Linked DNA regions of Mus musculus: region 2 is linked to region 1. Evidence: chromatin contacts called from public Hi-C data. All regions are on one chromosome and are shown on one strand. The core of a region is the stretch at or near the end of the contact, and the rest is flanking DNA. Distances in the headings are between cores, read along the strand shown. Region 1 holds the start of Lpxn (leupaxin). Region 2 holds the start of Klf9 (Kruppel-like factor 9).

What was found. Hi-C and Micro-C count contacts between places; a contact is called where the count stands out from the background.
Region 2: a contact with region 1 is called in a Hi-C map of B cells, with 5 read pairs.

What each region holds. Positions count from the first base shown.
Region 1 is chr19:12,796,601-12,800,176 of GRCm38.p6, forward strand. Lpxn (leupaxin) reads left to right here and starts at 1,979. Exons shown (of 9, transcript NM_134152.4): 1 at 1,979-2,079. The coding sequence starts at 2,067.
Region 2 is chr19:23,139,325-23,142,900 of GRCm38.p6, forward strand. It overlaps Klf9 (Kruppel-like factor 9), which reads left to right and starts at 1,902. Exons shown (of 2, transcript NM_010638.5): 1 at 1,902-2,935. The coding sequence starts at 2,431.

The DNA of each region.
Region 1 (3,576 bases), core at 729-3,228:
CTTAATTTTAATAAAACGTGTAGGACGAAGTGTAAAGTTGTTTCCTGGTAGGGATGGGGCGCCACGGAATTGCCGTTGGCTGTGGTGCTGGAGCTGGAGAGCCGGTTAGCGTGACTCACTGATTTTTTTGTGGATAAGTTAGCTGTCGCTCACGTTCTCCACCCCGAGGCTGAATGCCTTTGCGGTCTGTAGATGTTTCTGCGGCACAGGAAACACAGTCATAATAGCAGCTCTGACTAGCGTTTACAGCTAAGTACCTTCCTGATGGGGAAAGGGGGCTTTCCAATCGTTCAAACCGCAACTGGTGGTAATGCAGCCTCTTATACGTTTGTATGCATTTCTTTCCCTCTTAAACATTGTTTGCATTCCTTGGGTTGCCTTTTACACATTGCAACCAGGAAACGACTTTCAAGGAGACTCCTTACACTTCGAAGATGCAAACGTCTTAAGTTAAAATCTACACAACAGTATGGAAAGATACAAAGTTTGGAAATCTGATTCAGAATTTTATATTAGCCATTAAATTTTAGACTTTTAAAGAAGTTCATTTTTCTTTCTTCTTTTCCTCCCAGCATCTGGCTCATTTGCCACACAGATAAGGCAAATGTTTTATAGTCTACCGAGTTTTGCGCTTTCAAAGGATTAGTGTCCTTTTCAGTTCTAAAACCCGACGGTATCAGTAGGAATGAATTTTCTAGCGCTGTTTGCAATGAGCACGTTTGGAACAGCACTGACATCCAATGGCTGCTTAAAGTAATACAAAAAGCGAGCCTCTTAAAAAAGGTTTTAGTAAAATGAATGACTTGTTCCTTTTAAAAGATGATCATTACAAAACTATCCCTTTATTCTATTCTTCTAGCCAGTTATTACTCCCTATTCCTGTTAGTCTCTTGGTAAACACTGGGACAAAACCCACTTCACAGGGCCATACTTATAGTTCTTTATATACTGCCTTTTCTAGGCAATTTTCTGTTAAATGCGTTTGTTGTTTGTTTGTTTCCTTTTGAGATGAACAAAGGCACAATAAGATAAAAATCTACCTCTCTCACCTTTTTGGAGAAATTGTGAACTGAGCAGGAATTGTAATTCAGATTCTGGAAGCTTAGTACCCAGTATCTTAAATCTTCTCAATTGATTCTTCCTTATTCTGTAGACGTTTGAATGTTGAATAACTGGATAAACCAGGATCAGAGAATTCAAAAGTGAACCCACTTCTCTTCAACTTTAAAGAATCTATAATCTGGGCCAGTGAGATTGCTTAGCAGATAAAGGCACTTTGCTGAAAAGTCTGATGAATTTCATCTGTGGGACCCCAGTGGTACAAGGAGAGCGCTTTCTTACTCTTACAACTTATGAATGCCTACATGAGCACACACACACACACAATTATTAAAACGTCTGTTTTAAAAAATCACAGTTTGTATGGGAAGTGAGGTCAGCTGTACTAAGTAAGTACAAATAGTGAAATGAAGTTGATGCTATTTAATCAGAAATTTTAAGAAAGGACCTGTACTTCCATGGTCTTCTAGTTTTATAGGAAAAGGAGGAGGAAGAGAAGGAAAGAAAAGGAAGGAGACAGAAAATAGCCTGCAGTGGGCAATGGGAAACTTAAACTTGGAAAACTCTTTAAGTATAAGCCTAAAATTTCTATGTGTGTTCAAGATAAGCCCTTGAATACAGTAGGTGTTTAAATTAAAAAAAGAATTAACTTTCAATTTTTATAGCCACCTTGGCCAATGTAGCATCAAAACTTCAATCTTGCACAACCTGCCTTTTTCTGTTAGCACAATTAAAACAACAAACAAACATATAAAACCCCCCCCCAAAAAAAAAACAAACCAAAAAACAAAACAAAACAAAACAAAAAAAAAACCCTGAGCTACTAGAAAAGAAAAAGTATTCAGCAAATCAAAAGTGAGGAAGTGCTAAGCAAATACAGGAACCAAAAGGGGTCACAGAGGCTGCTTCGCACTGTCTCATTCAGTTCCGTTGTGGTCCTCTTCTTCACCACATGCCAACAAAGTTCTTCACAATCTTCGAGACTAGAGCATCGCAGGTATAGGACAATGGAAGAGCTGGGTGAGTGAAGGGGCCTTTGGAGAAGATGCTCTAAGGAAGTGGGGGCCTGGCTGCCATCCATCCCCATCTGTAATGATGAAGTGTGGTCTAGTCAAACTGAGGATAGGACTGAAAGATTTTTGTTTTCACTTCTGTCCTCAATTCAAACAAGAGTGAGGCAGGAGGAACTATCATTGTTGGGGGAGCTATGGGGTTGCTGTTTGCAGCGGCACAGTTGGCAGAGCGTTGAGACCAGACAGCCAAAGAAACAGAAGGAATTGTAATTGAAAGTGCCTTTTCCCTTGGCAGCTACTGGAGGTCATAGGGCAGCTCTACAGCTTGGAGATATGATACTGGAAGAAAAAAAAAAAAGGATGGGAAAGGAAGAAGACATTAAATGAAGGAAGGGAAGGAGAGAAGAAAGAAAAGGAAACCAGGAGAAAGGGAGGATAGTGCAAGGACAGTGAAATGACCGAGCAGTGTAAAGGGTCTGTAGAGATTGCAAAAGGGCCAGAGTGCTTTCATTTCTCTGTAGTTTACTGTTAGACTACAGGTAGACCATCACTGTAGTAGGTTTTGTTGCTTTTTATTTAGAGAAATCTTGAAGGAGCAGATTGCTTCTCAAGAAAAACAGTCCATCCTTTCACTCTGAGGTAATGAAAACGTCAGTAGAAGTGCCGCTGGGCTACTGTGTCCAGAGAAACCTAGGTCAAAAAGCCTGGAGCTGTAAAGTCTGTCTCCTTGGGGCTCATTTCATATACCTTGGCAACTTTTTATCATCTACATACCTCCCTGTCTGCCTGCCTGCCCATCTGTCCTTCCATCCATCCATCCATCCATCCATCCATCCATCCATCCATCTATCTGTATCACCTATTTATTTTTGTTATCGCTACACAAAGTTACTTTTACCCACTTTTCAAGCTGTATTAATTCCACATTGTGTTTGTAGCTATGCAAAAACTTCCAACAATAATAAGATGCAAAGCTTGTACATTGTCATTAAAAATAATTATTGGGGTTGTGTTTTAAGAACTGGAGAAACAGAGGAACAAAGAAGAGAATAGAAATTATTGAGGGAAAAAAGGGTGTTTTAAATAAATCCTTAACTGTTTTGTCAGTAAAATGTAGTTCAATATTGTGGTTAATGCTGTATCTTGGACTTTGGTATAGAATCCAGATTCTTTTCTATATAATATTGATTATTTATTCTTTGAGAATTTGATGAATGCATATCCTGTGTGGGTATTGGAGGAAATTTGCATTTCTTCATCGAGTTTTACCATTTTTTTTCAGGTAGGATCTTAGTTTTGCTTTATTTTATAGGTCACACACATCAAATTCTCAAAGAATAAGTAACCAATATTATATAAAAAAGAATTGGGTTCTATATCAAAGTCCAAAATACAGCCTTAATCACAATATCAAAGTACATTCTACATTTAATTCAATATTAGTTCAAAAAGTTAAAGGGCAATTAATATTGGGAAAACTTAAAATCTGTAAATAAGTTTAGTG
Region 2 (3,576 bases), core at 652-3,151, about 10 Mb after region 1:
TGGGTCCTGCATGAAGCATGTCCTCTGTACTCTCATGATGTGATGTGATGGCAGTGATATTTCTCCATGGGTTAGCACTTCCTGTTATATTTGTTCTTTTCCCAGGAAATGACCTTGTGTGGTGTCTTTCCTGCATAACTTTAAAAGTCAAAATAATTTACCCTACCCTTCAAACTGGAAGGGTTCTTCTGAGACCCCCCCAGAGAACCCGGTGGAGGTATCCAAAACATTAAGGGTTAACCACGAGTGGGAAAGTTGGGGTTAGATATTGTGAAGTTAGTGTCTCATAGAGAAAAAGTGCCTTTCATACTCAGGATAAATGGAGGGATTTTTTTTGGGGGGGGGTTCGAGACAGGGTTTCTCTGTGTAGCCCTGGCTGTCCTGGAACTCACTCTGTAGACCAGGCTGGCCTCGAACTCAGAAATCCGCCTGCCTCTGCCTCCCGAGTGCTGGGATCAAAGGCGTGCACCACCACCGCCAGGCAATGGAGGGATTGTAAACCCGCAGTGTTGACTGTATGCCCTGCTGTAGATCCTTAGCTATCATGATGGAAAACAACCCAGCACTCATCTCAGGAAGAAGCACACTGAGTTCATCAGACTCCCAACCCCACACTAATTGTTGACCAAGTAAAGCCACAAGATTCAGTTGTTAAGGCTCTCTGGATGATTCCAGTTCTCAGGACTATTTAACACAGTTAATATTTCACAGGGGTGGCTCCTCTAAAGCAGAGTCAGGAATCGGGAACCCTGTGCTTTTTTTTTTTTTTTTTTTTTTTTTTTTTGAGTTCTGCGGTCGTCTACCTGATAAGGTAGACCAGTCTTGTTCTCTACAATTGTGAAGCAAGAGGAAGGAAAGGCTTGCCCAGCAGGAACAGGGAGGAGTCCCTACAAAGAAAAGGATTTTTTCAAGTTATGCAAATGCAATGTCTTATTGGTCTCAGTTTATGGGTTAAGATAGCTTCAAGACAGAGCGAATTTAGAGTCAAAGGCGCCCAAGGAAGTAGGAGGTTTAGCAAAATGCCAAGATGGCGGTGCTTTTGTGTAAGAACCATTTAATACGGAACCGGATCTTTTGTTAGCTGTGAAAAATTTTAGATGAATTTCTCTTGGTTAATGTGTGGGGTGAAAGAACTTTTAAACATCTAAGTGCTGCATTCCAAACAAGAACGAATTGATGCTGTCTCATCCGAGTCTGTCCTTGGACAACGTGGCCTGCCATATCGAGGGTTTAAAATTTGACTCACACTTAGTTTATTAAGCACCCCGTCCTTCCATCTATATTTTAGAGTTAGCACCAGCAACACAAATATGAAAAGATCTGTCCGATTCACTTCTGCTCCGCAGGTTTACAAGTGTCGGGCGCTTCCTTTTGGAACGCCCTTCTGATTGGCTGAGCCAATGCCAGTGACATCAACCAACTTACTTTTGATTGGAAGCCTGGTTGCTGGGACTGTAGCGTTTGCAGGAAGTCACTTAACTGTTTGAGGGCTGGGAACCCGAAGTTGAAGTTCTGTTTCGTCCCTAGGGATGGGCGTAACTGCCTAGGGGAGAAGCGTTCCCAAGCCACGCCAGCTGGCACGTGGGCCGGGAGGCGTAGGCGCGCGCGCGGTCTGGGCGGCATCTGCGGGGATGCGCAGCCGCTGGTTGCCGGGCTCCGAGCAGTTTCCCTTTTAAATGTCAGCGTTCGGGGCTGGAGGGGCAGCACGCGGCGGCGGAACGGAACGGTCGGATTGGCCGCGCGCCGTAGTTCTAGACGCACCTCTCCACCGAAGGGCCCTTCTGACTGGCAGGGGGAGAAAGTAAACAGAGTTGAATCACCCTCCCCACTGGCCAATTGGAGGGGGCCTGGATTGTGACGTGATGGGATTCTGCGAAATTGTTACTGAGCTGGAGAATGCCGGAGAGGCGCGGCGCGGCAGGACCAGGGGCTCAGCGGCCGTCGGCGGACGCGGGAAGAAGTGTCTCGTAGGCGCGGAGCCCCACTCAGCCCCGGCCCCCCTCGTCCGCGTACTCGGCTGATGCCCCGGGGCGTCAGCTCGGCGGAGAGGCGGTCGAGGACGTGCGCCTGGCTCGCAGTTGGCTTTCTCTGGGACTCCGACACGTTTGCAGTCGAATAAACTTGCGACCGCCACGTGTGGCATCTCTCCGAGGAGGGCGCGCCCATCGTGGGATCGCGCGGGGCGCCGGGCAGGGCGGCGGCGACAGCGGCGGAGCCGGCCGCGGCTGCTGCGTGCGGAGGCGCTGCCGGTTACGTAAAGATGAGGGGCTGAGGTCGCCTCGGCGCTCCCGCGAGTCGCAAGCTCCCGCGCCCCCGCCCCCTCGGCCGCGCCGCACCGCGCTCGTCGTCCGAGGCCAGGGCAGGGCTAGCCGAAGCTCCGCAGCCACCTTCAAGTTTGGCCGCACCGCCCGGGCTGCCGTCGCCCGCACCATGTCCGCGGCCGCCTACATGGACTTCGTGGCTGCCCAGTGTCTGGTTTCCATCTCCAACCGCGCCGCCGTGCCGGAGCACGGGGGCGCTCCGGAAGCCGAGCGGCTGCGACTACCTGAGCGCGAGGTGACCAAGGAACACGGTGACCCGGGGGACACCTGGAAGGATTATTGCACGCTGGTCACTATCGCCAAGAGCTTGTTGGACCTCAACAAATACCGACCCATCCAGACCCCCTCGGTGTGCAGCGACAGTCTGGAGAGTCCCGATGAGGATATAGGATCCGACAGCGACGTGACCACCGAATCTGGGTCGAGTCCTTCCCACAGCCCGGAGGAGAGACAGGATTCTGGCAGCGCGCCCAGCCCACTCTCCCTCCTCCACTCTGGAGTGGCTTCGAAGGGGAAACACGCCTCCGAAAAGAGGCACAAGTGCCCCTACAGTGGCTGTGGGAAAGTCTATGGAAAATCCTCCCATCTTAAAGCCCATTACAGAGTGCATACAGGTTAGCGGCGTCGCCTCTCCCCCGCTTCGGGCTTTAGCTAACCTTTGGCCGGCCAGCATTCCTGGGCGCCCAGGACACCGCACTCGGCCTAGAGGCTGCAAACATTTTGGAGAAGATGCTGCTTAACTCCTGCACTCTCTCCTTACTTGGCTCCAACCTTTAGGAGCCACCCGAACCCACCCCCACCCCCCCAACCGCCGCTCTGAGCAAGTGGCTTGCGTGGCTCGGCCTGGAGCCGGCCCGCCCCTCCCTTACCCGCCCCGCCCCCGGGACTCCGTACCCCGCCGCTGCGGGGTCGCCCCACCTGGGGAGACGCTGGGGGGTAGGGTAGTCAAATGGCGCAGCTTTTATCCCATTCCCTGGTGGGGTTGCAACGGAGGGGTCGGCCTGGGAGGGGAGCCGCACTCTGCGTGAATCGTTTTAGGATGACTAAGGACTCATTTAACTGGATGGCGGCTACTTTTCAGGGCTTGCCAAGGTGGTTTTAAATTTGGCTAAGAGTCCCCTGAGAGGTTTAAAATAAAACTGCTTCAGGCTGCAGGGGAGACTGATGAAGGAATGGATGGTGGATTAACTTCTTGACTAGTTAGCTTTCCTAAGGAACGTGATTCAGTGCTGATCTGTTCCCATGTGACTTATTT